2 separate regions of the Gossypium hirsutum genome follow, and region 2 is linked to region 1. Evidence: chromatin contacts called from public Hi-C data. All regions are on one chromosome and are shown on one strand. The core of a region is the stretch at or near the end of the contact, and the rest is flanking DNA. Distances in the headings are between cores, read along the strand shown. Region 1 holds the start of LOC107923616 (EPIDERMAL PATTERNING FACTOR-like protein 9). Region 2 holds the start of LOC107924703 (fimbrin-2).

The links. A called contact is a pair of places that touch in the nucleus more often than the background predicts.
Region 2: a Hi-C map of leaf shows a contact between it and region 1, with 2.6 times the contacts expected there. The contact joins the promoter of LOC107924703 here to the promoter of LOC107923616 in region 1. A contact is called at or near these places in 2 of 34 Hi-C or Micro-C datasets (hypocotyl and leaf).

The regions. Positions count from the first base shown.
Region 1 is chrA11:17,458,143-17,464,380 of Gossypium_hirsutum_v2.1, reverse strand. It overlaps LOC107923616 (EPIDERMAL PATTERNING FACTOR-like protein 9), which reads right to left and starts at 1,970. Exons shown (of 3, transcript XM_016853803.2): 1 at 1,685-1,970; 2 at 1,469-1,539; 3 at 1,011-1,364. The coding sequence starts at 1,757. The coding sequence ends at 1,179. LOC107912525 (asparagine--tRNA ligase, cytoplasmic 2) reads left to right here and starts at 4,901. Exons shown (of 8, transcript XM_016840735.2): 1 at 4,901-5,621; 2 at 5,709-5,951; 3 at 6,062-6,238. The coding sequence starts at 5,193.
Region 2 is chrA11:17,593,102-17,599,491 of Gossypium_hirsutum_v2.1, reverse strand. LOC107924703 (fimbrin-2) reads right to left here and starts at 4,762. Exons shown (of 15, transcript XM_016855262.2): 1 at 4,486-4,762; 2 at 4,190-4,360; 3 at 3,538-3,779; 4 at 3,279-3,450; 5 at 2,741-2,779; 6 at 2,565-2,633; 7 at 2,224-2,340; 8 at 1,622-1,833; 9 at 701-856; 10 at 123-322. The coding sequence starts at 4,572.

The DNA.
Region 1 (6,238 bases), core at 721-3,220:
AGGAATTAAAAATTTTAATTTTATCCAACGCAGCAATAAAATCGGTGGAGCTCAGCTGAAAGATAAAGAACACATAGGTGGGGAGCAGAGATTTTAATTGTGTGAGGGATTCATGAATGTGTAGTAAGCAGAGAAACATAGGCCCACGACTGCAAGAGAGCCAAAATGCCATCAAGCATATTTAAATGTTGGCGGGTCTTGCTTGTTTTGCATACTCTGAAAATGGGGCCTCCCCCGTATGAGCTTTCTGGCTTCTTTGTTGGTTTCCAATTTTGCCATTTTGTGCAATTTTAATGGATTCAAAACTAAAAAGAAAGAGTAGGGCATGCAAAACTTTTGTTAGCTTTTCTTTTAATATTTGGGACCGCTGCCACATGTTCCAACTTGCCGAATGACAAAAAAATCTTCCACTTGAAGAAACCCTTAACACCGGCATTCTCCATAAATTTGCTCAACAGTTAGCTTCTTCTTTTGCTCACATCATCAACTGATACGGAATCTTAGACCTCATTACTGAATTTGTTAGACCGTAAAAGATTATAAAAGATTTAGGTATAAACTCTATTATATATTTATATATTTGACAAAAATTTACTCAAAATAATATGATAATATTTTGTAAAATAAAATTATTTTCATCATTATCCAATTGAACTGATGCCTAATTGATTATGACATCAATTCAATAAGTTACTTAATGGTAATATTGAAATATGATTATTATATTAATGCCACGTTGTCAAAGCAATAATCCCAAAAACCAGAAGTTGTTATCGTATAGTGTTTCAGGTTGTTCTTATCTTCCATTTTGTTTTGGACCAAAGGTAACAAAAATAAGCTCAACCCATGTGGGAAAAAGCAAATCATATGTAAATATTCAAATTATAAAGGGTGCAATATAAACCTTGTTATAAATCTTCAAGACTAATATCATTATATGCATGAATAAGACTGGAATTTATCAACACAAATAATCTTGGTTTCACAAAAATGAAAGAAGAAAAATTTTAAAGGCAAATGCTACTTGATTTTCTATTACTTTATAGAGCTTTGATATAACATGCCAACAAGAAACTAATTATAAACTTTCCTTGAAGCAGGAAATTTGTTAAGGTGCAATGTGTTCTTCAAGGATAAAACGACATCATGTCCCTTCAAACTTTGCAACAAAACTTGAATCATGGTCTATGGCAAACACATTTGTAGTGGTATGCACTATTGATTGGGTCGTTTCCTTCCACTGGGACTTGTTCAGCTCTACATTTGTATTTGCATCCTCTACATTCATTGTAAGTGCAGGTTGGAGCTGTGGATCCAATCATCAATCTCCTTGAATTTCTTTTCATCTTTGCTTCATTGCTGCTCTGTTGCTTCAGAAATGTTTCAGTCAGAAAGTCTGGAATTTTGTAAAACAAGTGAAGCAAATGCTGGGATTTTGTAGTAAGCAATGAAAGTGAAACTCCCTTACCTGCAAGTCCCATGGAGGAGAAAAATAGACCCCTTGTTGGAAAGGAAGTATTACTTGGGTTGTTCTAGATCCTGCAAAAATTTGAACCATAAGCGTATAAAAAAAGTTCATAACAGCCAACCCAAGTATGCAACATTGTTTAGAAAGCAACATAGAAGAGAATATATCCCTGATATATAAATACAATATTCGAGTATAAGGGGGCAGACTTTTTACCTTGTATTGCATGCGCTGCAAGGAAGAAGGTGAAGAATAGCATGTGTAAGCAGCTTAGATTAAGGTTGGCCATTGTAGCCTTTGTATTGTAAAGTTAGAAGGTGAATATATACGGGATGAAGTTGTAGGGCAAATATGTATGGTAGGATAAATGAGAGAGATAAAAAGGGGAGGGGGGGGGGAGTTAAAGAGATTTGTGGTCAATTAATGACCATAAAGAGATAGACTGGCAAATCATTCAGTGACTCAGAGGTGCACACATGAGAGGTTCCCAAACATCAAGGCCGATAGATTTGCTTGTTGGTGGCTAAACCATGAGAGCAGTGGATTGACTTTTGGAGTTACAAAAATGCCCATTTTGCTTTCTTCAAGGATTGGATTGAGCTTGATATTTTGGTGGGGGCTAAAAGGGGAAACTTAAGGTGTGTTGTACTTAGAGTTGCTACTAGGTTGGGTTCGGTTTATACAAGGTATCTAGATAAATTTTTCAAATCAGAATCGGATCCAGCCTGAAAAAATAAATTTACTTTTTTACTCAAGCCCGGTCCAATTTAAGAAAAATAAACTCGAGCTTGACTTGACTTGCTCATAATTGAATTTTTTTAAATTAGTTTTATTTGGAAATATTTTTTAAAATATAATATACTAAATACACTAAAAACAATAAAATAAAAACTTTCTAATTTATATTAAAAAACTACTATAAATAAAATAAATATATTTAAAATACAAATAAATATAATCAATATTTTATTACATTAAATATAATTTTTAAAATTTTATATTTTGGGTTGAATTATTTAGCTGGGTAAATCTTTTTTAGGTTTTAGATAATAAATTTAATTATTATTGAATTAGTGATTTGATATAAATGTAAATATATATAATTATTATTTGATATATAATTAATATAATATATTCAAGTTGGTTCAGAATCCAAACAAAAAATTTTATCTAAAACTTGACCATATAAAAATTAACCTTATATTTTACTCAAACCAATTTTTCGAGTTTTTTTTTATCATACCTTTTTGTCCGTTAAAATGACTTTTAAATCTATACTAATGACACAACCAATGAACAGTTATAGACTTATAGTGAGGAAATAATTTATTTTTGCCCTTAAGATGAATGGAACAGCCCCCACAAAAAGGAAGCATCCAGAACATCGACCATATGCAATCCCTGGATGAATGTTGTAGAAAGTATTTAACTTTTGTCATTGAAAAGACTGATTGATAATGTACCACAATGTCCTATGCCACAGTAATTACTATATTGCATCTCTACAATTCCCAAGAAATGGAAAATAGAATTCTTTTAAAGATATCTTTTTACTCAAATCCCAACCAGATCAACAATGCTTCCAGGCTACTCACTTGTGTTTTTGAACGTACGAGAGGCAATAAGTCAACCGACAATATGTTCGAGGTTAGTGAAAATGGTGTGTGGGCAGGCATGTGCTTGCCCTGTGGACTGTGGCTTATCATGCTACTTCTTCCATATCAGACCCATGCTTCCTTATTCCATCATAAGAAGAATTTCCCCATTACACCAGGGTTTGTATCAAGTCCTTCATATTTAATGTGATGCCTTTGTATGAATCACCTCTATAAAAAACCAGTAGTGATAAACAGAAGAAAATAAGAACCAAAGTTGGATATGATAGCGTGGAGTATTGGGCCTTGGGGGAAATGCACGAGTCATGTTTCATGACTAACCCATCAATGAGACTCACTACATATTTCCCAAAATTATTTTTTTTGTGCTTATTTAAAATTAGGGATAATATAATTTTTGTTTTTGAATTTGATAATTAAGTTGACTTTGGTATTAAACTTGATAATTAAGTCTACTTTTATATTTAAATTTGAAAAATATCAAAGTTTGATAAAGTGACATTTTGAGGTTGTGCCACATCATCACTTGAAAATTAAAAAATTTATATAAATTTCTAGGCAATGATATGATATAATCTCAGAATGTCACATTCAATGTTTTAATAACCAAGTTGGTGGTTAAACAGGTCAAATCACCAATTCTCAATTCAATCAATTCGATCGATTCAACCGTTGGACCGATAAGAATTAAATAAATAATTAAAAATTCATAAAAATCTAAAATAAAATAAAATAAAAAATTTATTAAACTAGTTCAACATGTTCAACTTTAAATTTTTTTTCGTTTTTACCAATTTCAAATAGTTTCCAAATCAATCAATTCAACCCCTTTGTTTAGACTATGATACCGATCAATTTTCAATCTGGTCTTGTTCCAATAACACTAGTTACATCATCAAATATTGATAGAATCCAAGTTTAGGGACCAAAATGTATTTAGTTGTCAATTTTAAGGACCAAAATGGACCTAGTTGCCAAATTTAGGGGCCAAAAATTATATTCTCCCTTAAAATTATAAAGATAAAATAGTAAAACAAAGCCACTTCTTGTGTCATTTTGATCTTTTTTTAATCCATGTGACTCTCAATCTTTAAATTTTAGTCATTGTTTTCCTTTAGATGGAGAACTTGACTAAAATGTTAAAACTTTAACAACAATGGCATGATAGCTTACATGGTAATCTGCGAATATTTAATAAAAATTCGAAATAATAATACCAATAATTTTCAAAAAGGTTCATAAAAATGTTAAAAATAATTATTCACGTCGGCAACGAAGTACATATGATTTGCCACGCAAGTAGCCACATCAATTTCGTTAAAATATTAATAGTTTAGTCAATTATTTTGTAAAAAAAACACTTTGACTAAAATTTGAAAGTTGAGGGTCAAAATAATAGAAAAAAAAATTAAAGTCAAAATGAAAAAAACCTAAAAAATAATGTAATTTTAATAGAATTTAATTTTGTTATAGGTTATTGATAACTTGAAGTCGTTTGCCGGCTCTCAATCAATTGAAACAATCCATAATTCCATATTAGTTAATTTAATACATAAATTAAAATAACCTCGGTGTTTATTGTTTCAGGTATGATTTGAGTTTGAGTCGCGTTGACAGTTGGAATTTAATACATAAATTCCATATTAGTATGATTCCATATTAGTTACGTTGACAGTTGGGGTTTTGGTCCTAATATTATAATTCACCAATAAAAAAAATAAATTAAAAAAGTAATAAAAAGAAAAATGGTAAAAGTATAATAAACCTTTGATTAATGTTTGTAAAACAGTTGGAGAGTGTGAAAATCCCGCGGATACCCAACTTTAGAAGAATACCTAACCTTGCCGCCAAGCCTTACTCTCCTGTTTATGTCCCTTGGCCTCGCCATTATCATCTACACCCAAGAAAAAAAAAACTATGTCAATGCAGGCAAACAATCCCTTTCCTTTGCTTCCCATTCTCTTCCTTCTCAAAGAAAAGCACCCTTTTTCTCTCTCTATATCATCACCCTCCTCCTCTACCATGCCATTTATAAACCTTGTTTACTCACATACTTCTCTCCATTCCCTTCCTAGTTCAGCTTCTTCTTCTTTTTTCTGTAATAAAGCATGGAATCTCAAGAACCCCAGGTGAAAAACTCCCCATTGATGCCTTTGATGTACACCAACCGGGTGGCCTTGAAAACCATATTGGAAAGTGGTGATGGCGAGACGGGGCTGGTTGGTACCACAGTGGTGGTTGGAGGGTGGGTGAAATCTTCCAAGGAGGTAAAGAAGGAGCCTCTTCCGCCGCCACAATCACCACCCCCAGCGGCAGCCGATGCTTTCCCTGCTGCTTCTCATGGGACTAAAGACGTTACCTGCGTGGAAATTCTTCAATCTCGAATCCCGTTTTTCAGGACCATTATCAGGGTTTTGGGCGGCTCTGCTAGTTCCCCAGCTGTTCGACAAAAGTTGGAGTCTTTGATTCCTAAACCACCTCCTCCTTCCATATTCCTTTTAGATATAAACGATGGGTCTTGTGTTTCAAGTCTGAGGGTAACCCTCAAATCTAATTATGCTTTGTTCTGTTTCTTTGAAATGATTATTTATAGATTGCTTGATCATGAAAATTCCTAATCTCAGGTTGTGATAGATTCAGCTATAGTTCCAGTGTCTGCCGGCCAGATTCTACCAACTGGAACATGTATATTAGCCCAAGGTGTACTGGGAAATCCATCAGCACTTGGAAAACAAACCATTGAGCTTACAGTGGAGAAGATTCTTCATGTTGGGACAGTAGAGCAAGATAAGTATCCTTTGTCAAGGAAAAGATTACCCCTTGATTCTTTAAGGGATTATCCCCATATTCGTCCTAGGACAACTACGGTATTCTTTGCATACATTGCTATTTTTCTCAACATTCTGTCATAAGACAAAATACCTTAAAGATTGAACCTAGTATGCTACTCTTTAATTGCTATGATTTTTTGTTGCAGGTGGCATCCGTTGCACGAATTCGCAACACCTTAGATTTCGCATCCCACACATTCTTCCAGAACCGTGGATTTTTACATGTGCAAGTGCCAATTATGACAACTACAGACCCTGAAGGGTTCAGTGAAAAGTTTCAGGTCACAACTCTTCTAGGAGAAACAAGCAAGAAAGAGTCGCCG
Region 2 (6,390 bases), core at 3,513-6,012, 130 kb before region 1:
AACCAACATTCAATCCGTCAAGACAGGACTAAACTAGTTCCAATTTGAGTTCAAGAATGCTAAATTGGTAATTGAATTGCTTTCAAAACAGCAAATATTAGTTCTCATGGTAGATCACATACCCAATATTAGTTTTTTATTTCCTTGCACAATGTCATTTCCAGCAATATTAACCAGGGAAAATTTTAATTGTTTCCCTATTTTAACCACCTGGTTACAGTTTTCTACTTTCTTAAATGGCAACTTAATAGGAGGCCTGTTAGCAATCTTCCAATTAACAATCCCAGGCGACACCTTGTCAAGGGTCTCCAAAAGTATCCACCTGCAGAGGAACAAATTAACCACTTCATTTTGAGAATCAAGAATAAAATGAAAGTTCAAAAAGGGGCAAGATTTACTAATTTCGCATATAGGATACAAACATATTTGTAACTATTATAAGATTTTAAATAGAATGCTTATAGATAGTTCAATCACGCTGAGCTATATCTCACGTAGTTTATTAAAATGCTGGAATTTGAAACAGAAACAGAAATAACAGTCCAAATTTCCCTATTGAGTTAAAAGCTAAAGGATAAGAAATGCAGATCGCAAAAGCACCAACACAAAGGAGCCTTTCTCTTATCAACAGCTCAGGATAAGACACCATGATGGAATTTAATATGATTTATGCACTTATGATCATGGGAACAATACTTACCCATTTCTAAGATCTTCAAAGACATTGTCAATGTAGGTTGAATTTCCGAGACTATTGATCCAGAAGCGAAATACTCTTTCCTCTCTAGAAACTTGGGCATCATCTGGTAGAGTTTCAAGAAAAGATATTTGTTTTGTTTGAGTCGAAAGGCCGTTCCTGCAGTTACAATACACCAGTATTTAGCTTTTATATCTTGAACTCATTACAATTTACACTAATTGAAGAAAACATCATAAGCCATCAATTTGGATTCCACTACGTATGTTAAATATTGAAATTGTTTTTTGGACAGTTCATATTCCTTTTATACTAATTGAAGAAACGTCATAAGCCATCAATTTGTATTCTTTTGCATATTTGAAATATTCAAATGATTTTTTGACAGTTCAATTCCTATCAATTGATGCCCCATAACACAGTTGACATTCTACAGAATTATATAGAGGAAAAGTTGAATATATAGACACAGAGAAAAAAACTAGCTTTCTAAGCTTTAGAAAATGAAAGACTTGTTAAGTGTCAAATCAAACCTCATCTTTAATTGTTGTAGATGTGTATGGAAATACCTTATAACACACCATAATTGTTGCATAAAAGTCTTGATGTGTTTGAAATTTTATAGTACGAACTATTGAAATGCACCAAATCACAGAACTTGTATTAGAAAATGTCTTGTAAGAAAGCTTTAATATGCTGTCAGATTGAACAGACAATATATGTAAAGGATGATAAATTAACACAGAATGGTAAATATTAAAAGCACAAAAAAGAATCACTTTATATTTAAACTAAAAGTCGTTGCTAGAAAAAACATCCGTAAATTTGAAGGACATTAGGTCCAGGGTTCAAATATGATTAACACAATCCCCATCTTATAAAAAAAAAAAAAAACATTGCTAGAAAATGGGTATCAAGTCTCACCTGTGCTGGAAAATATGGGCGACGAAAGCAAGATTAAGATTCGGGGAACCATCCACAATATCCTTTGCAGTTAAGTATCTTTTACATCCCATCCTATCTGCGTGTTCAAGAACCAACTTTGCTCTCTGAAATGGGTCTTTGACAGTCAATGTAGAAGGATTACTATGCTCAGGTGCAAGCACATTTAATAGATGCGCATAAGCCTCTGCATCCTGCAGGTTATATATATAAATCACAGGCGGACAGAAAAATAAATCTATAGCTTATTGTAAGTTGCAGCTTAACCCAAGTCACTGCTTTCATTTACCGTTAGTATAGACAAATTGAGGAAGCAAAAGCACTGTATACTGTTATATCTCATTTTAAGAATTTAGTTTCACATTAAATTTTTTATGTTGGTTTTAAGAAGTTTGAATTTATATTAGATGCTAACAAATGAAGAACATAGGAAAAACAGATGGGAATAAAAGTTAAACAAACATCTAGTTACAGTATTTATGCCAGATTTAGGAGTAGGACATTGTAAGATATGAGGATAACAAGCATAAGAGAAGATATTTGATGGAAAATTTAAAAAGCTCAAAAACGAATTTCTTGTTTACCTTTACATCAGTGGAGAAATTTGAGACTATTTTCTTGTATGGGGATTTCTTCAGTTGAAAATTCATCCACCTCAATAAGATCTTCTCTGGTGGTAAACTCATCAATTCTTCCACATCCTGTTGATTTAAGAACAGGCAAATATGTTCAGAAGACTACAGAAACCTAGAAAAGGCATCAGAGGTCTGTCTAGTTTGTTAAAACCTAGAAGGGGAGTGTAAATGAAATACAAATTTCTAAAACAGTGGGCATATTAATTTAACCGTAATTCATCACACAACAAAATCAGACAGTTCATTTTCCTACAAATTGTACTTTTTCTTAAAATGTTATACAAACCAACCTTACTGTCATCAACAAGCTCCACCAACTGGGGTGTTTTCTTCAAGTTCAGGTCGGCCAATAGTTGAATCTGAAATAGCATAACCATTAGCAAGATTGACCAATGTTTTTAGAAGAAGCAAGGTTGCAAAAAACTTAATTACTTTTGATAGCCAATTATTTGATAGATCAAGTTACCTTGATAATTTGAGAAATCAACCCAAGCACAAGATGTCTCTGTAACAGGAACCAGAGAGATGATATTATTATCAACAATCACTAGAAAAATCTAAATTTTAAATAATAACAGTCATAAGTGATGCTTTTTAGGTTTTACCCATAATTCAGCCTGATGGAGCATAAATAGGTTTTAAGATCACCACATTAAAATTATTACAATAGACAACCAAAAATGAAGGGCTACAAGAAAATAGAAGGTGACCATTGAAGAATGAGCTTATAACCAGGGTATTAGATGAATGCTCTACCTAGTCCAAGCCACAAATGAGAAACAATGAGCTTTCTAACTCCCATTATCATGTGGAAAAGCAGTTTAGAAACACAAGAGTAGCTTTTAAGACAGCCACATTGGCTCAAGCATACAACAACTAGAATGAAGCATGCTTTAAAATAGACTGCTGATACCAAAAGTCTTTCTTAAACTCAAGTGGAAATCCAACCATCAAATACACTATATTTCAATAATGGAACAATTAACAGTATAATATGTTCATACTCTTCCTTCAATGAAATCTTGCGTCCCTATATTGACTACAGTGCAGCCAATAGCCTTGGCAGAGTTGAGACATAGCGTGTGGTTTTCATTTCTTTCCCACGGATTGAGCAATCTCTTGGTATTAATAGCCCTTTCATCAATTGTGCCCGGAACTGCTACATTTATAAGCTTGCTGTATTTACATTGTATACAAGCTTCAAAATTTTTGCATCACATAAGCAAAAACTCAACGGCTTTAAAAGTTGAAAGAATCATTTACCAAAGAAGAACCCCATCTTTAACAATCTCAAAGAGATCATTGGAGGAAGCATTAATAGGTAAGTATTTGTTTAAGAACCCATCTTGAGCAAGATAATTATTGATATGGGCAACGTACGATGCCTTTTCGGATTCACTAATGGTGTGAAGCAGAGTAGTTGTAGCTGCCTTTAGGAATGCTGAAGAGTTCTTTGCTGGACTTCCTGTTCTTGCGCTCGCATGTGCATGAAGTTTCAAGTAAACCTATCCAATCAAAATCAAAATCCAGATAGTTCAAAATAAAATATTTATATATCTAACTTAACTCTCATTTGCTTTTCTCTCCTAAGTCTTAGTCAATCCTCAAAGCATCTTAAAAGTTCCTTTTTTTCTGTTTGGATCACCAAAAAATGCGATATATGTTAAGAAAGATATACATTAAAAGAAAGGATTGGTTTAATGCTATTTACCTGGCCAATAAAATAAAACGGGAAAAGAGAAAATAACTTTTTCTGAAAAAGTTAATTTGAAATATTGCTACGATCAAAAAACAGAGCAACACTCAAAATTCAAAATTTTCATAAGCCAAAACTTTCAGGAGAAAAGAAAAAGAATCAAACAAACTTTAACAAGTAAAAAGATCTTAAACTCGAGGTAAAGAAACATCAAGTGACCTTCAAAAAGAACTCGAAATCGACTTCATCGTTCAAGTTAGGATACAAATCAGCAATGAAATCAGCTCGTTCTTGTTCGCTCAGATTCTCTCCCACAACTTTCAATCTCGACATTCTGGATGCTAAGTCTCCCACCGTTAGCTTCCCGCTCTCTCTTCTCATACTTGTAAACTGCAAAACAAAGAAAAAAAAACATAAAAACAAAAAGAAAAAGAAAAAAAACAATCAGTTACGAGAAAAATAGATTCATAACTAAAAAGAAAATGATAAAAAAATCGAATGATTCATTCACTTACGTGAGTTTTCAAGCTGCGAAGCTCGACTTGAGTGAACTGGTTTTGCAGCCATGGATCTGAGACCAAAATGCCAACATAACCAGCCATATCCAACAAATATTAATTGATATGTTAAAAACTTAGGAGTAGTTGTATTTGTGTAGTATATATTAGAGGATTTGCTTCCCTTTTGAGCTAAGAGATATAAAATCTATGAAGAATGGAAGGGGAAGTGAACTGTGGGAATGGGACGGGTTGCAGCTGTCAAAGTTCAAAGTTGTTCACTTGAAAATTCAAATTTTATGACCATTTTGTCCTCTCCTTTATTTATTTATTTTAAAAAATGAGTGGTGGGAGTGGGCCTTAGCCCTATGGGCCCTTTTTGCTTCAACTTAGGAATATCACTTTCCAGAATTCAAATTTATTGCCTCATTTCTGTTTTAAAAACTGATATAATAAATTAAACTCTTATATTATAATTATTTCATATTTATATATTAATAGTTAGGAAAACTATTTTATATTTACGTGGATATTAATATTTCTATAATATCTACTTAAAACTACTAACTACTAAGTAGCTAAATAAGCTCACTGATTAATTTATTGTAATATCATTGGTGCATGAAATTATAAAAGCCTATAAACTCTTACACCAATTTAAAATTCTAGTGATATTTATAGTTTATTAGTTTTTTATAAGAGCATAGCGTCACGATTTTCAAATTTATTTCTTCATTTTAAACTATGATTTTGTTTTTAATTTTTTAGTAAAATATGTTAAATAAATTTACATTTTTTTGGGCAAGTAGGGAATTTTTCGTGGACGAAATTTTTCAAGATAATTTCTTTTCTCTGATTTATAAAAACAAAAAGATTATCGTTCAGAGTGGGAAAAGAAGAATAAAAAGAACTCAGAAGAAAATAATGTTGTAGACTGACAGAAAAAGATTGAGGAAATTACATACACATAGATGTTATATGGAAACCACGAGAAATGTTGGGGTTGCTCCCTTCGCTTTTCTTAATCACGAAAAGTTTAGATAATGAAGGTTATTCGGTCTAAGGTTTAGGTATGGAAAATAATAACTTCAGTCATTCATATTTTTAATCAAGTTTAGAATTTAGTTTTAAGAGTTTTAAAAATCAATCTTTTAAATTTGATATATCTAAAATAATCAAATATTATTATTATCTAATGACTCACTATTATCAAGCTACAAATCGTAAACAAAATCTAACCCATATAGAAGTGCTATCGATTTTATAGATGATTGAAAATATTATATATAAATCAGGCCCAAATTTGATGATTCCGAAGATGTTAAAGAGTACTTTGACCAGTTGAACCTTTCATTTTGGTATTTACATTTCTATGCTTTTGTAATAATAAAGGTATCCCTTAATCTTTTTGAAGTTTTTAATTGTTCTTTTTAATAATGTCATATGCAATATTCAAGTTTAAATTCAAAACATTGGTGTTTCTATGCCTATTTTAGCAGCGAATGTACTTAAGAGGTCCTTTTATTATAGGGACTTGATCAAATTAGTTCATTTACTAATTAATGGATTAATTTAGGCTCTGTACTATTAAAAAAATAAATAAAATTAAGTTGAAATAGAGTTAACATTTAGTGTTTAAAAAATATAATTTATTGTTTAATATAATTAATATTTTTAAAATTTTTATGGTTCTCTAAATAAAATATTTTATTTAAAATTTATTTTATACTTTTTAATAATATAAAAATTAAATTGATCTAATTCTTAAAATACAACAACCCTAATTTAACCTTCATTTTGGAGGACAAAATGAGCCTCGTCATGTGATTGTGGGACCATTGAACAAAGGTTTCAATAATCGTACGCTGTGTAATAATAATCCTGCGTTAACTTTTAAATTTATTTATTATTATATATTTAAGA